Regions from separate parts of the Zea mays genome. Here region 2 is linked to region 1. Evidence: chromatin contacts called from public Hi-C data. All regions are on one chromosome and are shown on one strand. The core of a region is the stretch at or near the end of the contact, and the rest is flanking DNA. Distances in the headings are between cores, read along the strand shown. Region 1 holds the start of LOC100275568. Region 2 overlaps LOC103629826 (a long non-coding RNA gene).

Region 1 (2,941 bases), core at 320-2,819:
GTTGTTATTCTATATTTAATGGTGGTCACCACAAAAATGTGTAATTTTCTCATTCTCATAGGTATGAAGCGTGTTATGCATGGTGTATATGCTTTTGAAATAGCGATCTAAGTATCGCTTGTAGTGTTTGCTACAAACTGTTGTCGTGTTATGTAATATATGATATGAACATGATCGCTAGATTTATAAGGTTGCTGCCTTTTATAACAATAACTTCAAATTATTGTGTCGTATGTTATCTATAGTCAAGTGTTACTATTGTGCTTACAAGTTTAGTTTAGCTGAGTGTGTTTGGTTACAATGATGAGACGAGATGAGATGTGATGATCCTTTAGATAAGGCTACTTAGTTCAAGGTTAGAGATTGAATTAGGACCATCCCATCCCAGTGCCGTGTCCAGCTGTTCGTCAAATTTGGACGGACGCTTGGGGATATGATTGTCCTTAACTATTATAACTATCCCGCAACCAAATATAATCTTAGTGTCTGGTATCAAATATCTGAACGGTAGAGCATGCAACACGCCCACTTATAGTTTACCTTAAACATTTAGCACTTACGCCATCTTTGTAGGTTCCTTTCTAGTGCTAGCAATTGGGCTAGGTCGAACCGGTTCGAGCCCATCGTGCATCGGACCAAACGATTTTGGGCTCAGAAGACACAAAAATTTTTAGGTCGTGCCGTGTCAGCTTAAAGAGTAGAAACTATGGTCCAGTCCGGTCATAAAACACGTCATGCTTTGGTTGGGGCCGCCCCGGCCCAGCTCATATATTTGAACAATATAAAATTCAAATATTACAAACATATAAAGTAAATAGCTTACTAAACTAAAGATATTAAATAATGTGAGCATCATTTGATAACATGAAGTTCAAATATTACAACAATGTAAAATCTATAACTTATTAAATTAAAGAAATTGAACAATATTTGCTTCATTGGGCCGTGTTAGGGGCCCGACGAGCTAGAATTTGAGACTGACCTAGGTCCTCCTTCTAGCTGTACCGGTCCGACCTATATTATTTATACCAGGCTATGCTTTAAGCTCCTATTTTTTGTTGGGTTGGTGTTGGCAAAAAAAAAAACCCTCGTCCATATTCATAGCACTATCGGTCTCGCTGGTGCCGACGTAATTACGCCGCTTGCAGTCCGTGCTTGTCAAAGCGTTGGCGTGCAGCTGGATCTCTCCGATGCGCGCGCGTCTATACAACAGTAATCAAAGACCGATGGAATCTCCACCGTACGACGCACCGGGGAGCAGGTGGGTGGGAGTGGGACGCCTGTCGCGTACTTACGCGGGTGGGCAGGAGAGCACGAGGCCACGCCCACGAGCGAAGAATCCAAGGCGTGACCGGGGCAAGGCAACCACGCCGCAGCGTCCCGGCCGAGGCCGTGAACAAATCACGAGCGCCAGATCCAGTGCTGGCCAGCGCCAACCCAAAATCAACACGCGATAGAGGCGCCGCCGCCGGAGAAAAATACAGTAAAGGCAAAGTGAAGCGAAGTGCCGAACTACTACGAGCAAAGAGAGAGAGAGAGGGGGTTGGGGGGTGAGGGAGAGAGAGAAAAAAACAGCGTCCCCGCACGACGCTAACACGTCCCAGATCTAACAGGAAAAAAAAACCACCCCACCACGTCGCCACCAACTAACCCATCATCCATCAACGCAGGTCCTCCCCGGTCACGCGGCAGTCACCCCCACTCTGCTTTGCTCTGCCGCCCCGCCCCGCCCGCACTGCATCGCGTCCTCCGGCGCCCTCGCTGTCGGCGCCATTGGCGGGCTCGCCTTCAACTGCCCCGTCCGCTGGAACCAACCAGGTCCGTTCCTTCCTCGCCCGCCCGCCCGCCGCCTGGACCCTCGCCTGCGCCGCGCTCCCTCCAACGTCGTACTACTCGCGAGCGAGGCGCTTGGTTTCGTAGGGGCCCTGAATCGGGGGCCTCCACCAAGCGTGTGGCTCTCGCGCGGACCATTGTTCTGTGTACCGTGTACTCCTAGTAGCTGCCTTCCACGCGCGATTACCTGCGCCCTCGCTGCCGAGCGGCGAGCAAATGTGTCCCGCTGCCGCCGCTCGACTAGCTTTTTTCCGCGCGTGCCAGTATGTGTAAGTGTTTGGGGGATGTTCGTGTGCTGAATTTGCTTGTTCCGCACAAGTGGATGGGTAAGTCCACCAGGCCAGGTTCCTTTTTCTGGGTTCAAGCAGCAGTGCGTTTGGCCTAGGGTGGGTGGGTGACTGGGTGTGGCCTAACATGTTCCAGGCTGCAAATCCAGCCACGAACGGAAGATGAAAGTGACATTTCTACAACCATTCTTGCCCAAACCCCGTCCAACTTGCTGCCTATTTTCGGTATCTACGGGCTGACAGTTTGATCCCATTGGAAACTCCGCATCCGCATATTATGCTACTAGCTGGTGTTAACCTTCAAATTGGTGTAGTACCAGCTTCTGGATAAGATGCCGTTGTTTGACAAGAACGTTTCGGATGTCTACATTTCGAACCTCAATGACACACTTTACATTCTGTTAACTATCTTCTTGTTTCTGAATTCGGCTACAGATATACTGATCTGGAAACTGCTTCCCATGAAATTGCGATTAGATGCGTCCCCCAGGAGCTGAGAGCAGAAATTGCTAGCCAGTTTGCTTTATTTGTGCTTGGTGGTTGTTACTTGAACCATGGTGCGAAAGGGCCTCTAGCTGAGTTGGTTAGGTAGTCTAAGCCCTGGTCGCGTTGTTCTCATATGAGAAGGTCTTCTTCTTGCTCGGGGGCTGTGGCTGTATTATCCCTGCGGGTCCAGTTTTTTTTACTTAAAGCATGGGGAAAACATAGATGCATTCAACACTCCTCCGTCCATGCGTGCAGCACATAAATTGATATTTGATACTGTTTTCTGTTGCTTCCTTTTATGTACATCTTATCACTCTCTCTCTATCTTGTGTTCC
Region 2 (2,941 bases), core at 225-2,724, 60 kb after region 1:
AATAGTCTAGATGTGCTTTTAACCCTCTTTTTATACAATTGTGGCATTGCTGATCTAAGTTTGTTACTTCATCCTTATGGCTTAGATTCTAATTATCCAACAATATCAATTTATATGATCTGAATTCCATACTGATGTTTGCCATAAATAAACTACTTACATTCCAAAATATAGGTTGTTTTTAGTTTTTTTTAGAAATGTATATCGTGTATAATAAAGGATTAACATGTATCAAGATGCATATAGCAGCCAACAGACTTCTACATCTGATACTGAAGAACATAGATCCAAATGTAATGCTAAAGAAGAAATCACAAAGGTACAGTTCCTCCACCTTATTCCAAAAACTAATGACCAGAAAGGTAGAAATGCATCAACAAAATGAGCACATAAAAAAGCCCACTACATTTTTCCTTCTGCAGGACCAAACAACTAGCACTAGGCAACTCAAAGCAAAAGATAATATGCCTTCGTTTGAATCTCCTCCAAAAAGGTAATATTTCTACATTATACATCTACTTGCACAAACAGCATGAACTCAGGTTATAATGCACACAAATTAGAAAACTACTATATTTACAAAAAAACCACCCATTTCTATTAATAGTTGCTGCTTCACAAAACATACGTACAGGCTAAAGAAAGGGAGTTCCCATCGAGACTAAATGTGGTTGCTCAAAATCGAAAACACTATATGTCTGACATGCTCTCTTTTGTCAACTTCAATATAATCTCTACTACTAATTATGTGAGTAACATAGGCGTCCACACCTATGGTTCTGCCGTTCTGCCACGCGCAGCCCACATCCCGCCCGCGACCGCACCCCAACCCGCATCCCGCCGGCAGCCCCGCATCCCGCCCTCCCGCCGGACCGCTTCCGTAAGCACCCGACAATCCCGTTGAGATCGCCGCCTAGGATTTCGTATGGCAAACCCCCGCGACGGCACGGGCGCATCCGCGATGGCCCTAGCGCGCGGGCGCGCAGGCACGGCCGGGGCGGCTCCACGGCGGCGCGGGCGTGGCCGCCCGCGGCTGGCGCGACGTCCCTGGCCCCGGCCATGGCGCGGGTGCAGGAGACCGGGCAATGGCGGCACCGGCCCCGAGCTCCATCCCTGGCGGCGGCGCGACATCAAGCCCCGGCAACGGTGGCCCCTGCGCGGACGCGGCCACTGGCCTTAGCCCCGGTGGCGGCGCGCTGCCCCACCGCCCCCAGCGTAGGAGGACGCGTCGGTGGCTCGGTGCTATGGACGCGTTGGTGGCTCGGTGCTATCGACCTCGCTGTCGGATCCCTGTTCCCGCTGTCGCTCGTGGCCTGCTCCACCAGCACGCAGGCATCACCCTCGGCCACGGCCTCCAACCACCAGCCACGCTTCGCCGCTGACCCCCTCGCGGCGGCTTCTGTTCGGTCCCTGTCCTCCACGCCATTCTCTTCCTAACCTCGCCTTCAAGTTCATGTCCCCGTCGTCGCCCATGGGCCTGCTCCATCGGCCCGTCTCGCCCTCGGCCACGGCCTCCAACCGTCGGCCCTGTTTCACCACCGACCGCACGCCCTGCCCTGTGCCAGCTCTTGCCCTCCCCTGACTCGTCGGCCCCGTTTCGCCGCCGACCGCACACGCTACCGTGCGCCGGCTCCTGCCCTCTCCTGACTTGGTATTCGTGGTTCGAGCAAGCACCAAAATCACAACATTCTTGCATTATGGTAACTGCAACTTTTGTTAGAATTTCTGTCTCTGGGAGTGTCAAGAGGTGCAGGGCAATGTTAGATGGTGTATGTGCCTTGCAAGCATGACTAACATGTTATGAAAAGCTTCGAATTATTCGTTTTGAAGGTGTCATGTCCCTGTCAAGGAGTCGTCCTAACGTTTGTAAGGAAGGTGTGCGGCTCACATGGACTTCTCTTTGTGGCTTGCAGAGTCTTTCATGTGATTTGAACGCTGCGCCAACAGAAACTTGGCTTCTAAATGGAGCTGGTTGTTGAAATGAGAGGACAAATGAGGAATGGACTGAAGTGGTTGCAACGTAGGAAATCAGGTATAACGCAAATGTTCTGGAGCATACTGAGTTAGTCTGGTTGCAATATGTTGTTAAACAACCATCGGTTATACCTGCTGACAGACAATGTAACTGGCGTAGGTTGCTTTATGTTACACATGTTGTTTGGTGGCAAAAATCAGTGGTCCATCAGTGCTTCCTATGGCCTTCGTTTCAAGGACCGATTCTTCTTCAGTGGATGCTGACAGCTAGACATCCCGAAAGTCATCTGGAGAGTATAGCTCGGCACATGTAGCCTCCTGGAGTCGTTGACAACTCAGTGCCATCTGAATCATAGGACAACTGAAGCAAAGCGAGATAGTAATGGAAGAAGAATTGAAAAGATCAGGCTGCTTGCCATCATATATATATACATGGGAGGAGGAGGAATAGTAAGTACATCACTCCGCTTTTCTGTTTTTTGGTGCTCTGCTGGATGAACAAGAACTGAGCTGGAACAGGAGAAGCTGGCTACGTGAGAGCACTGGCTGCCTCGTCCGAATCCCTCGTCTGTTGTTTTTTTAGTCGTATACACAGACAGAAACAGACTAGACTTGCTTGAGGTTACACTAGGCACAACAGCCATGGTGGCGGCCCGCCATGAGCAAGTTGCTTCTAGTGAGGCTGGTGGATGACGCGGCGCGCGGCGCCCCTGGCGTAGTGCGTCGGCCTATCCGCGTGCCTCTACTGCTGGGCGCGCGACGACAACGACGGCGTGGCGGCGGCCCGGGGGGAGCTGAAGCTCAGCGCCCTGAGCATCTCGAGGTTGTTTCGTTAATGATATATAGTTGAAATTCCTCGGGATATCATAGCATTATGTTTGCTAGGTATCGGTGGTTTTAGTTTTGTATATCCATGTATATTAGAGTGATGTATCAAGCATCTTATAAATGAATTATGTCTACAATC

The links. A called contact is a pair of places that touch in the nucleus more often than the background predicts.
Region 2: a contact with region 1 is called in a Hi-C map of root tip, with 2.5 times the contacts expected there. The contact joins the enhancer-like site here to the promoter of LOC100275568 in region 1. A contact is called at or near these places in 6 of 25 Hi-C or Micro-C datasets (ear, endosperm, leaf and 2 more).

What each region holds. Positions count from the first base shown.
Region 1 is chr6:115,414,916-115,417,856 of Zm-B73-REFERENCE-NAM-5.0, forward strand. LOC100275568 reads left to right here and starts at 1,570. Exons shown (of 2, transcript NM_001149620.2): 1 at 1,570-1,818.
Region 2 is chr6:115,475,372-115,478,312 of Zm-B73-REFERENCE-NAM-5.0, forward strand. LOC103629826 (a long non-coding RNA gene) reads left to right here. Exons shown (of 7, transcript XR_554655.4): 2 at 1-319; 3 at 423-493; 4 at 1,914-2,032; 5 at 2,135-2,797. Among protein-coding and RNA genes, the nearest start is that of LOC103629826, 3.5 kb to the left of the region's middle. Within about 2 kb of position 1,475, at least 2 of the 20 cell types and tissues checked have an H3K27ac peak or open chromatin away from gene starts, as enhancers often do. A contact at or near this core is called in root tip, where this site is marked.